Linked DNA regions of Anas platyrhynchos: region 1 is linked to region 2. The links are chromatin contacts, called in public Hi-C maps. All regions are on one chromosome and are shown on one strand. The core of a region is the stretch at or near the end of the contact, and the rest is flanking DNA. Distances in the headings are between cores, read along the strand shown. Region 1 overlaps BCL2 (BCL2 apoptosis regulator). Region 2 overlaps BCL2 (BCL2 apoptosis regulator).

Region 1 (5,555 bases), core at 2,635-5,134, 66 kb after region 2:
AGCCTCCCGTGTCTTGTGGTTTCGTGCAAGTGGTGAGCAGAACAGAAGGGAGGAGGAGGAGTGGACAGGAGGCACCCGCACCAAAAACAATCTTTTCCGAGCCAATGCAGACCAGGAACTTCCCCTTATATTAAATTCCCATTACCACTTAGCTGTGAAATGAAGAAAAAACATGGACAAGCCACTGAGAGGCCTTCAGGAACAGCCCCACAAGGCAATTCAGAAGTGCATCTGCACACTGATGCCGGTGATCTTCATACCCGTGTGTGCTAAGTGCTGGAAGGGGGGCTTACAGTTTGCTCCACCGGGCTGCCTCACTGCCAGGGCACATCTGCCTGCCTTACAGCTGATGCTGGCACACAGCACCCATCAGGGTACAGCATGCAGGGTCTGGCTCAGGAAAAGGCAGGAGAAAGCAGTGAGCAAAAAAAAAAATGCTACCTCGTCTCTTCCTCAAATAAGGCTTTTACAGGTGAGCAAAAATGGTTTGGGCCACTAACGAAGCGTAGCTTGCCAAAGAAAATACATGCACAAGCTCATATGTTCCAGGTGGCTGCTGGTAGAAGCGTAGCTGCCCATGTAAGTCTTCAGCATTTTTTATTTGGCTCAAGGTTGTTGGTTTTTTTGTGCTTATTCATTAAATTGCAGATTTATCGTAAGGTTACTTTATGTAACCCTCGCTGTTTCATTGCCCTGGTAAATCAGCTGATTGTCACAAGATTTAAAAAAAAACAACCACCAAAGCCTGCTTCAAGCTGTGTGAGGAATGCATGGCATCTCTGAAGAAGGTGCCACTTCACCTGAACTTTTACCAGAGGCTGCTGCAGCAGCGCAGCGTTGGCCAGGACGGGGCTGGAGCTCTACGGCTGCAGCAACGCTTCTGTGCTGCTGGAGCTCGAGGCTGAGTGCGAGGCAGGCAAGCCAAAGGTATCTGGATCAGAACTCCCTGTTTAGACAACAAACAGGGGATCAGGTATTTCCCTAAGAGATGTTAAAACAAGCAGCAGAAAAAAAAAAAAAAAAAAAAAAAAAGCGTGACTGGTCCCTCGTGGCTCAGCTGATGGCACAGCCTGCTCAGACTAGTTCGGTTTCACCCTTTGCATTCACATGCGCTGCCTGTTCTGGCAGAGACCACTTCAAGCAAGCCCTTCCTTGGCAAACCCTTGGTCTTTCTGTCTTTCTTTTCCCTGTTTACCTCAGCTAATACCTGCGCCTGAAGCCCTTTCACGGCACAGCTGGATACATTTATTAAACAAAACCCTCCATTACTGAAGTGGTGGGCTGATGACAAAAGCTGTGCCAAAGCGCTTTGAACATTTCTACAAGCAGCTACTTTCAGTTCCCATTTCTCAGACTGTTACATGATTTAACTCTTTTGCAGCAGCCTGAGAGTAACAGACACTGGCAGCTGGAGCATGCAGGGAACATAATGGTGTATGTGTTCGTATTTCCCTCAGTCGCCAAATTGCAAGCTGGGTCCAAATTTCCAAATTCAGCTTTTTAATTTAGGTAGGCTATTTCCAGTGTAATGGCACTCAAATTGAAAGTAAATTGCTAGCAAGACAGAATTTAGACCACACTTTGAGAGAACAGGCCTGCGTTGCCATTCAGACCCATTTTGTCCTTATTTCTGAGTCATTCAGAAAGTTGTTAAGTGTTCCCAATACATTGCGCTTCTTTGCAAAGGATAAGGTTGTGTGATGGTACACTATGAGTTCCCTTAGCAACTCTGTGATGCTTACTCCATCCTCCAAAGTGAGCCACAAATCACTGTGGGTGTTTGATAAGTTTGTATGTAAATATAAACTCATTAGAAGTGGTTTGATTAATTTGGCTAGAAGATGGCCTAAAACTGAATGGTTCTCAGTGCAACTAAGATTAGTGAAAATACATGGAATTCGTTTCTGTGTACAAATTATATACAGCTTCTAGCATTCAACCCAAGTAGTATGACTCCAGGACTGAGTAGAGCCTGAGTAGAGTTTGACTGTGTTGTTTGAATACGGAGGATTTTGTTCAGACTGCCTTCTTGTCTTCTTTCTCTCCTTAATGCTAATATTGCTCCCTCAGAAGTGGCACCCATTAAATACCACCAATGAGCTGCTACAGTGACATTACAGCTGATGCCAGAAATACCTCATTTTAATGTGGGCCTTTCCAGGAATAAGAAAACCAGGCAGCCTCCCCTAGGTCTGGGCTTTTGCATATTGCAGAGCCACGTCTAACTGAATTAAGTAGAGATGCCAAGACGAAATTGCTGAAACATTTCTCATGCTGACTTGGTTTAAGAAGAATGCAGCCTTGTCTGAACACTGCATGGCTTTCCGTGCAAGTTGAATGATCAACACCTTCCTAACCCCATGCTTTAAGGGTTGACCATAGCCTGGGTTGATCCTCCATCTCTCTCAACTATGGAGCAAATCTGTCTGCTGCCAGGTTCGTTCTCCAGAAGTATGAACAGGAACAGTCATCCCCTTTACTATAACCAGTTAGATTAATATATTTCTAAGTATATGCATCAGTTTTTATGAACAAACCTAACTACAATTAGTCTCTACTCCTTAGATGTCTCCATCTGAGTGCCACGTTTAGATAGCAAATAATCCAAATACTATTTCCATTTATTTGAATTTACATGGCCTTCCGTGAGAGCCTGGCATGAGTAGGAGCTGCAAGATATGCCCCCAAGACCACAGGCTCACCAGTGCAAGCATTTAAACAAAAAGACAGCAAGAACAAAGAACAACAAAGAACTTAGGTGAGACCCCTGTGAAGAGAATCAGTTTTGTCCAAAGACAGAAACCTCAGATATCACTGGAGAAACAAAAGGGTATGCAGGCAGCAACTAATCTAAGCTGCATATCTAAGACTATGTAGGGTCTAGTGAAAACAGAAGGCAGAATAGATTCATTTCTACCACTGACAAGGGTGAGGGGCAAAAAAAATAAACAAAACAACAGAAAACAAAACCAACAACCAACCAAACTAAAAACACCCTGGATGGGGATTTGATGGGGCGTATACATGCTAAAGCCAGTCCCTGGGCAGGTTCCCTGCCAGTGGTCAGCAGAGTGGCGTGGTGACACCTTCTTTTCCAGCACATTATAATTTGATAAAGTGCACCTGGCTGGAGCGCCAGCATGTCAGCACTCCCAGGCGGAAAAAGATAACGGCCTCTCTAAAGATACCGACCTCGTGAAACACCACACTCGGCACACCACCGTCTGTGGCTGAGCTGTCCTGATTTGCATGTCCTCACTACTCGGGCTTGCATAAAAGACCCATGGACGCTTCAGGAGAATAACAGCTACAGATCTATTTTTTTTTTTTATGTTCCAAGAACTTTTCTCATTAGCTTCAAGATGACATTTTAATGAGGTTTCGCTGCATAGAAAACAGGGGACGATTTAAGCAGCTCTCTCGGCTTTCTCCCTCCCCAAGCTCTCTCTGAAACGAGTTACCATGCAGGATCGAAAGCTTTTACGAGAGTTTGTGTTGCTCATATTGAGGCAGTGGTGAGTGAAAAGTCATTCAGCTGCTACATCTTGGCATCGGAGTGGATGTCATTCCCTCTCCCACCGTGACAGATGGCAGAGCCGTGTCATTCAAACCTGGGCAGGTTTCTTCAAAAGCGTGGAGCTGGTGTGTGTTTGTTTGTTTTGGAGTCACGGAGAGGGCAGCACGAAATAGCTGCGAGGCAATTCCCGTTCAGTAAAATGGAAGTCTCACCAGCTCTTCATTCAATACAATGTGGCTCAAGAGGATATCCTGTCAAACCAATGATAACGAGGGAAATAAAGTCACTTCCTCAACAGCTGTTTGATTCAGGTAGAAAAAGGAAGTCTTTACTTCCTCGTGTTTGCTCTCCCCACCACCCCCTCGGTCACAAACGCAGAATGCCATGCCGAGGCTGGCTTTTCCCTTTGCATAGTCAGGAGGGAGCAGTCGTGTCATTAATGCTTCGCCGGGCGCAGCATATGGGAAGCATTTACTCCTCTGCAGCCTGGAAGCTAGGGCCTGCCTCTCGGGCAGGGATGAAGGCCGAGCTGCAAGAGGACCGAGACTAAATAAACTCCAAGTGCAAGCAAAGAATGTTTGTGTAATTAAAGAGGACATTTGTTTCGTGGATCAAATATGGGCCAGCGGAAGAGGAGGGCAATGTGAGACAGAGCCTCTGCTTCGAGATGGCCCTGACACAGCGCACTCTCACACCTCCTCACCCTCACAGGCAAAATTCAACAAACTCCATTTTGGCCCCAGGCTCCCTGGAAAGCCATGCAATGCCATCCAGGACGGGGGCCTGCCCTCCCCATGGGTGATTCAGCGGGCAGGGCTCTCAGCATGCCCCTGGCCTGCCAGTCGGGCCCGAGAAGGTGAGGCCACCATCTCAGGGGCGTGGTACCAAGAGGTGCCTAGGCTGAGCATCTTTCCCTCCAACACTCCCACCTTTCCTTCTGGGTGGAAACAGGCAAGGTGAATTTGCACCGTAAACCAACGACGGACTGATCTGAGTTCATAAAAGCTTCCAGAGAAATGGCTTTCAAAAAACTTACAGGGCTGAATGAAGAGTTCTTTTCCGTATAACTTTTAACTGCCCTGATATAATTTTACATGCAGGATATAACTTTCCATTAAATTTTAAATAGGCAGGTCTTAAAATAAAGGCCTACAAGCGTTTTCTTTCCAATTGTGTAACATTTCCAGAAAGGTTGACCAAGCCAGGACTTGCCTCGGTCTATTTGCCAAGGGGACCCTTGCTTTAGTTATAAAGAGTGCTTTTCAGAGTACATCAAGTGTTTCAAGCAATTTTGCTAATCTTATTTGTTTTAGAGCTGATTCTCTTATTTTAAACAGACCGGTTTAGGTGACAAAAATCCAGTGACAAAAACATGGGTTTATAGAAGGAGACAAACCTCATGAAACAGTCAGGATTCTGTTTAGGGTTCTCTTTGTGCTAAAATAGTTTCCAGTAAGGGGTCATACTTCCCTCCCCCCTCGCCTTGTTTTAGTACATAAAATGGACATGTGTTTATTTAAAACAGGTTTGAAACTTAAACAAATAGTGACAGGCTGTTCAAACAAGCTTCGGAAATAGGCCTAATCAGGATGTTTGAGAAGGGGAGGGGGAATGATCATAAAGAGCTACTTGTAATATATAGTGCAGACACCATTAGGTTGGGTTCATGTTATTGTTGTAATAATCTCTGATGAAAAAGCACTGCATGCTGCACAGGTTTTGTTAGCATTCCTCTTTTGAACCATCGGTTATGCCATACTTTTGCCAGGTCTTCAAATTTTACTGTAACCCTCTGTCCATCCTCATGGCAAGTACCGGGAGATCACTGAATCGTTGGAAATGGCTTTCCAACCAAACTGGGCTGAATGTTCCTAAATTAAGGTAGAAAGAAGGCACAAAACACGCTCATTTTGCAGTTGATAGTGTGTGTGCATCAGCTGTCATAACTATACAGAAGTGAGACACAGCCCACTGAAAGAAACCATGGAAATGTAACGTTAAAATATTTTCACGACTTGCATTTCCATGTTTTGTTTTG
Region 2 (5,200 bases), core at 955-3,454:
ACCAGTGCCTCGGGAGAGGCTCGGGGTCTCTCTGGAATAAGCTTCCTGTGGTCAAGGTCCCTGCCAGATCGGTTGGACAAAAGCTCTTCTGTACAGCTGAGAGGTTTTGAAAACCCTGCGTTGTGGCAATGAAGGGTGGGTGATTCGTTAGGCATTAAATAATTTTGCAATGACTGGTTTTACCTCTGGCTCCGTAAGAAAGTCAGCCTCTTATTTTGCCAGTTCTCAGAAGAAAATGGCAGCACTCCCATTTCCTCTCCTCCTCCCTCAAGGCCTGCCACCCTTTTTACTTTTATTTTTTCCTCCCAGGGCCATTAGACAAGATGCAAATTATTCTTAATAGGGCCAGAACAATGCCGTGTTCCCAGCGGAATAGTTAAGGGTCAAAGCCATCGTGTGCCAGCCCTCGGCATGATACTAATTTTGGCAGTGTCCCCTTCTTGTGCCCCAGACCTGGGAGTGTCCCGAGGCGTGACATGGTGGCAATGGGCATTGGCCTCAGCCCCTGGCCTTGGATTAGTCTCCGGAGCTGCCCTGCTGCAGCCCAGGGACCTGGCATCCTGCTGGTGCTTTCACTCTGGCAGGTCCATGGAGCCATATCTTCACCCCAAGTTTTGGTGGATGAATAAAGTGAAAAAGGAACACTTGATTTTATAAAGTACTTAAAGTATTGGTGTGGGTCTTTTTTTTTTTTTTCTTCTCTCCTTTTTTTTGACCTTGCCAGGAATTCTGCTGGATCCCCAGTGCTGCAAACACGGCCGTCCTTACCTTTAAAACGTAGCAGGAACCTCACTGAAGTCATTGACTTCCAGGGGAACGGGATCAGAGGGCTGAAGCGGAAAGTGAAACTCTCTAAAAACAAAAATGCAACAGAGGAGCCTCCTTTTATTTTCAAATTGAGCCTCATGCAAAAAGTAAACACCTGGCACAAATGACTAATGCAGGTTTGTCAAGGGGGTGATCAAACACATGCTGAATTCAGCAGCATGTTTTGCACCAAGTTCGATGGGGTTTGCCTCGGACCCGTAGCAAGACAGGCAAGAACATTTTTCTACAAAAAAATGTCATTTAAAAAAATGTGGAAAATTCTCCTGTTCTACCTCCTACATGTTTCTATTGTCAAACAGTCACTGATCTTATTTTAGACTTGACCTTAATGTTCTTTCCACAGCACGCAGGCTGAATGACATGTTATTCAAGTTCTCAGACAATATTATGATATATCTGCTTTTATATTTAGCTGTAACTTTTATTCTCCTTATAAACAAACCCACCTAATACAACCACCACCTATCCAGGGAAAGTATTTCCATTCCCCTCGGTTTAATTTGGACAAATTTGGCATGAAAACATTCAATAGTTCCATAATAACCTTTGCAACAGGATGCCTGCTGTGCTGACATGCAGGTCTACAGCGAGCTGTACCATGTGCCAGGAAATTGCATTCTTAAGAAAAATCTAGACATAAATTTTGAACAATCAACGCTTAAATTTTGAGAACTCTGGCGTGAGCTGTTATCTGCCTCATGGGTTTTTGCTTTAATAGCTTTTTGCTCTCTGAGCTGTGCCTCTCTGGGTAGGCTGTACCTCTCGGGTCCGACTGTGCTGAGCCCTGTCATGTGGAAAGGGGGACAACTTGGTTGTTTCTCTGTTGTTGTTTTGTGTCCTCCAGCATCCCACCTTGGTGCAGCCGGGGGCTGGTTTCTCTCCAGAAGAGAGTAGAGCCTAGCTGGAAGTTTTGCAGGCTGGTGCTTAGCTCTCAGCAGGCACTCTTGCAGTAAGAGGTTGCTGGATTTCACTCCAGTTCAGCCTTCCCTCCCCAGCCCAGAAAGCCAGAAAGGGGTTGGGAAGAGATGAAATACCAGTAGACCCCACTGTCTTAGGTCAGTCAGGGGCATCCTTCACCCTGGGGCAAGCCCATATGCTGAAATATGGAGGGACTAAAAGGCAGGCTAGCTCCAGGGTGAGAAAAAGTTTTCCCTGCCTTGAGGTATCTGAGCTCATCTCACCGAAAGTGGAGCAAGAAAAAGTTCAGTGCAGTGTGGATGCCCACCAAGGCTCAGTGGCTCACAAATGTTCTTGAAATTTGCATAGCTCCTACTCAAGGGAGTGACAGCATGCCTGGAAGGGCTTTACGTGACTCTGCTGAGACCCTCTTGACGCGTGTCGAAGGTTATATCAGCAAAACAGGGGTGGCTGCCCAAGGCTGCGACTGTATCCGTGAGTTTTGCCGCTAGGAGATGGTAAGAAAGAGTGAGAAAACACACACAGCTCCTTGGGAGAGAAAAACCCCTCTGTTTTTTCCTGATAAGTTCAGTAAAGCGAGCAGCCGGTGTAATCGGCAGAGCGGGATTGTCGGAGGAGGCGGGGATCGGGAGGGGATGTTCCACGAATGTGAACTCGCAGCAAAATGACGGGCCGTGAAACCGTGTGAACCGAACCCCATCAGGGGAAGCTCACTCAAACTCGAGCCAGGAAAAATTATAGAGCTCTATAAATAGCTAAATTGAATGCATTTGTGTGTGTGTGTGTGGATGCACACATGTATCTATGAGGTCATGTGCATGAAAGAAATACAGTAGTACTTCATGTGTTGTTGTTTTTTAAGTAGTGGAAAATGTTTTAATGATTTTTTTTTTCCTAGAGACAGTACATTATGTTCTGTCCTTAGGGCCAAAAACACAAAGTGCCTATTTTCATGAGGAATCCTACAGAAGGAGGAAGGGAAAGTATTATGCAGCGTAGCAAGGGTATAGTAGCCATTCCACAGTGATTACACATCCAAGCAAAGACTGCAGCAGAAAACTCAGAAATACATTAGAAGCGGAAAACAAGATGTGTGAAGTGTTTCCTATTCCCTCCCCACACTTATGACAACCAAGCAAACAGAGAGGCTGCCATGGAGCTTACATTTAACCCCTTGCATTTGATAATAGGGCAGTACTTCTGTGTGCACACACACAACAGGTTGAGGACTTCCTGTGCTTATTAATTTTGCTCCCTCACAACTTTCAGTTGATTTTCAGTATGTTAAAATAGTCCAGTCAGACACAAAACAAGTGACTGGAAGTGCTAAACCATAGATGTTTAGGAATTAACGTAGCTGAAGCGAATCACAGCCCGAATAGCTCCTAAATTAAAGGACAAAACAGTTTTTAGTTTTATACCAGTAGTCTGTGATTCAAAGTCTGATCCCCCCCATATGGTATAGTACCTTTCATTCATCTTGTGATAGCCAAATGATGAATGAAGTCAGTCTTCTGAAACAAAAAGGTTCTTTTCCATACAGAATTCAAGTGGATGAAAGAATCGGTGCAGTCATTCAGTTTAATTTAAGAGCAAGGTGCAGTCTGGGCTGTAATGCCCTCACACCACAAGGAAATCAAATTTGTATTTGAGTCTCCTTCGCCAGCTTGTTTGAGCATTTATGATAACATCGGTAGCTTGGTAAATGATGTAATGGGAGCTAAATCAGGATGACCAACATAAACATCTGTCAGTGCATGTGAACATTTGATGTACGGCCCAAGGGCCCAGCGCAGCATTCAGCCTCTTGGCAAACAGTCCTTGGATGTCGGCGTCACTGGAGGTTGCAGGATCACGCTCTGGAGGGGATACGTGCTGTCTCCTCTGTGATGTTAGCAAGCGACAGGGTGCATGATTTGCGTGGTTGCTATCTGGTGAATCACTTGGGAACGTGTCCCCTCCAGTGCGCGTGCTGGACAGCACTCACCCAGTGCTGACTTTCAGGGCGAGGCGTCAGCATCACTGTGGTTCCTTCCTAAGAAGTCTCAGCTGGTCTTCATGTGATACATGGGCTTGTGCTGGTCCTCTGAAGAGCAGGAGAAGATTCCAGGGGTAACTGGTATGGTTCTGGGTAGCCAGAGATTCACAGTCCGATTCATATCCGAAATGTCAGCTTTGGTGGTTTGTGCCCTTAATGTCAGGGGAGTCATTCCTTACGCTCAGACTGTTCTGGTTATATTTTGATTCAAAATCATCTTTTTGTCATGTTCTTGCTTGGATTTGTAATTTTCTGAAAGTAATCTGCCTTACTTTCATGTTCCTAATTATGAACCTAATTAGGTTCGTGTTCCTGATTATTATTATTATTATTATTTTAAATGAGATTCGTGTGGGAGGCTAATAGTATCATAGTATAGACAAGCGTCCAAGTTATTGAATATGCATGCCGTCCACAGAAATGGACAGAGAGGATCTGAAAAAAAAAAATCTGCCAGGCTCAAGAGCTGCCTGCTGGATTCAGTTTTTGTTGATGGGCGAAGCCTTTGGCAGAGGAGCAGCAGGCGTGAGAAGCACCCCAAGGAGCAGCGCAGGAAAGTGTCGAGCTCTGCTCTGGGCATGGCCTTCAGCTGAGCACAAAATCTGTGGCCAGACTCAGGTTTTGCTCAAGGCTGTGGGAAAGGGGGATCCCGTCATCCTTCCCAGTGCAACAGCAGCCAAATTCATGTCCTCCTCCCTCTCACCTCTTCTCCCACAGGTGTTTCAGGCTCGCAGCCGCCTGTCCCCATCCACCCTGAGAAAGGTTTTGCTTTAATGTGTTGAGCTATGGGAAAACTGTTTCCACTCCCACTACGTCCTAGCTGTTACAAGAGAGATTGTTCTGGACAAAAAATAAGCATATTTGAGTATTTTACTCCTTTTTAATCACTTCAAGGTGCTACGTGCTTATAATTTATTTCAAAAGAAGTCTTTTGTCAGTCCCGAGTAAGTACATGAAGTAGCAAAGCATACACGTCTTATTCCCATGGCTTTTCAGAAGAGAGCTGGCAGCATCCTCTGCTTTTTATGATGAATATAATCGAGACTCTGTTTGCAACAAGAAGAAAGAAGTTAGGTATTCCAGAGTTATCAGGATTTTTTAGAGATGAAATGCAAGCCTTTCAAGTATGCAAGGTAAAGTCCATTCATTTAAAATACGTTTATAAAAATAAATTTAAATACAAGCTAAAATATTTTCTCTCTTTAAAGAAACGCTACCGACTTCAAATCATAAGTAGCCCGATGTTTTCAAACTAAAAGTGCCAGAACAGCACATGGTTACTGTAAATGAGAAGACTGCAGAAAAAAGCCACCCCTCCTCACCCAGGCAGATGTGCGCACATGCACCACACATGCACCATTGGTTTTTACAAAGTACGCTGTCAAGTGAATACTGCCATGTTCCCCGTTTAATCAG

The links. A called contact is a pair of places that touch in the nucleus more often than the background predicts.
Region 1: a Hi-C map of subcutaneous adipose tissue shows a contact between it and region 2, with 2.1 times the contacts expected there. The contact joins two enhancer-like sites. A contact is called at or near these places in 2 of 8 Hi-C or Micro-C datasets (skeletal muscle and subcutaneous adipose tissue).

Annotation. Positions count from the first base shown.
Region 1 is chr2:79,723,052-79,728,606 of IASCAAS_PekinDuck_T2T, forward strand. The region is part of intron 1 of BCL2 (BCL2 apoptosis regulator); the gene reads left to right. Among named protein-coding and RNA genes, the nearest start is that of BCL2, 80 kb to the left of the region's middle. Within about 2 kb of position 3,885, at least 2 of the 8 cell types and tissues checked have an H3K27ac peak or open chromatin away from gene starts, as enhancers often do. A contact at or near this core is called in subcutaneous adipose tissue, where this site is marked.
Region 2 is chr2:79,658,592-79,663,791 of IASCAAS_PekinDuck_T2T, forward strand. All of the region lies in intron 1 of BCL2 (BCL2 apoptosis regulator), which reads left to right. Among named protein-coding and RNA genes, the nearest start is that of BCL2, 16 kb to the left of the region's middle. Within about 2 kb of position 2,205, at least 4 of the 8 cell types and tissues checked have an H3K27ac peak or open chromatin away from gene starts, as enhancers often do. A contact at or near this core is called in subcutaneous adipose tissue, where this site is marked.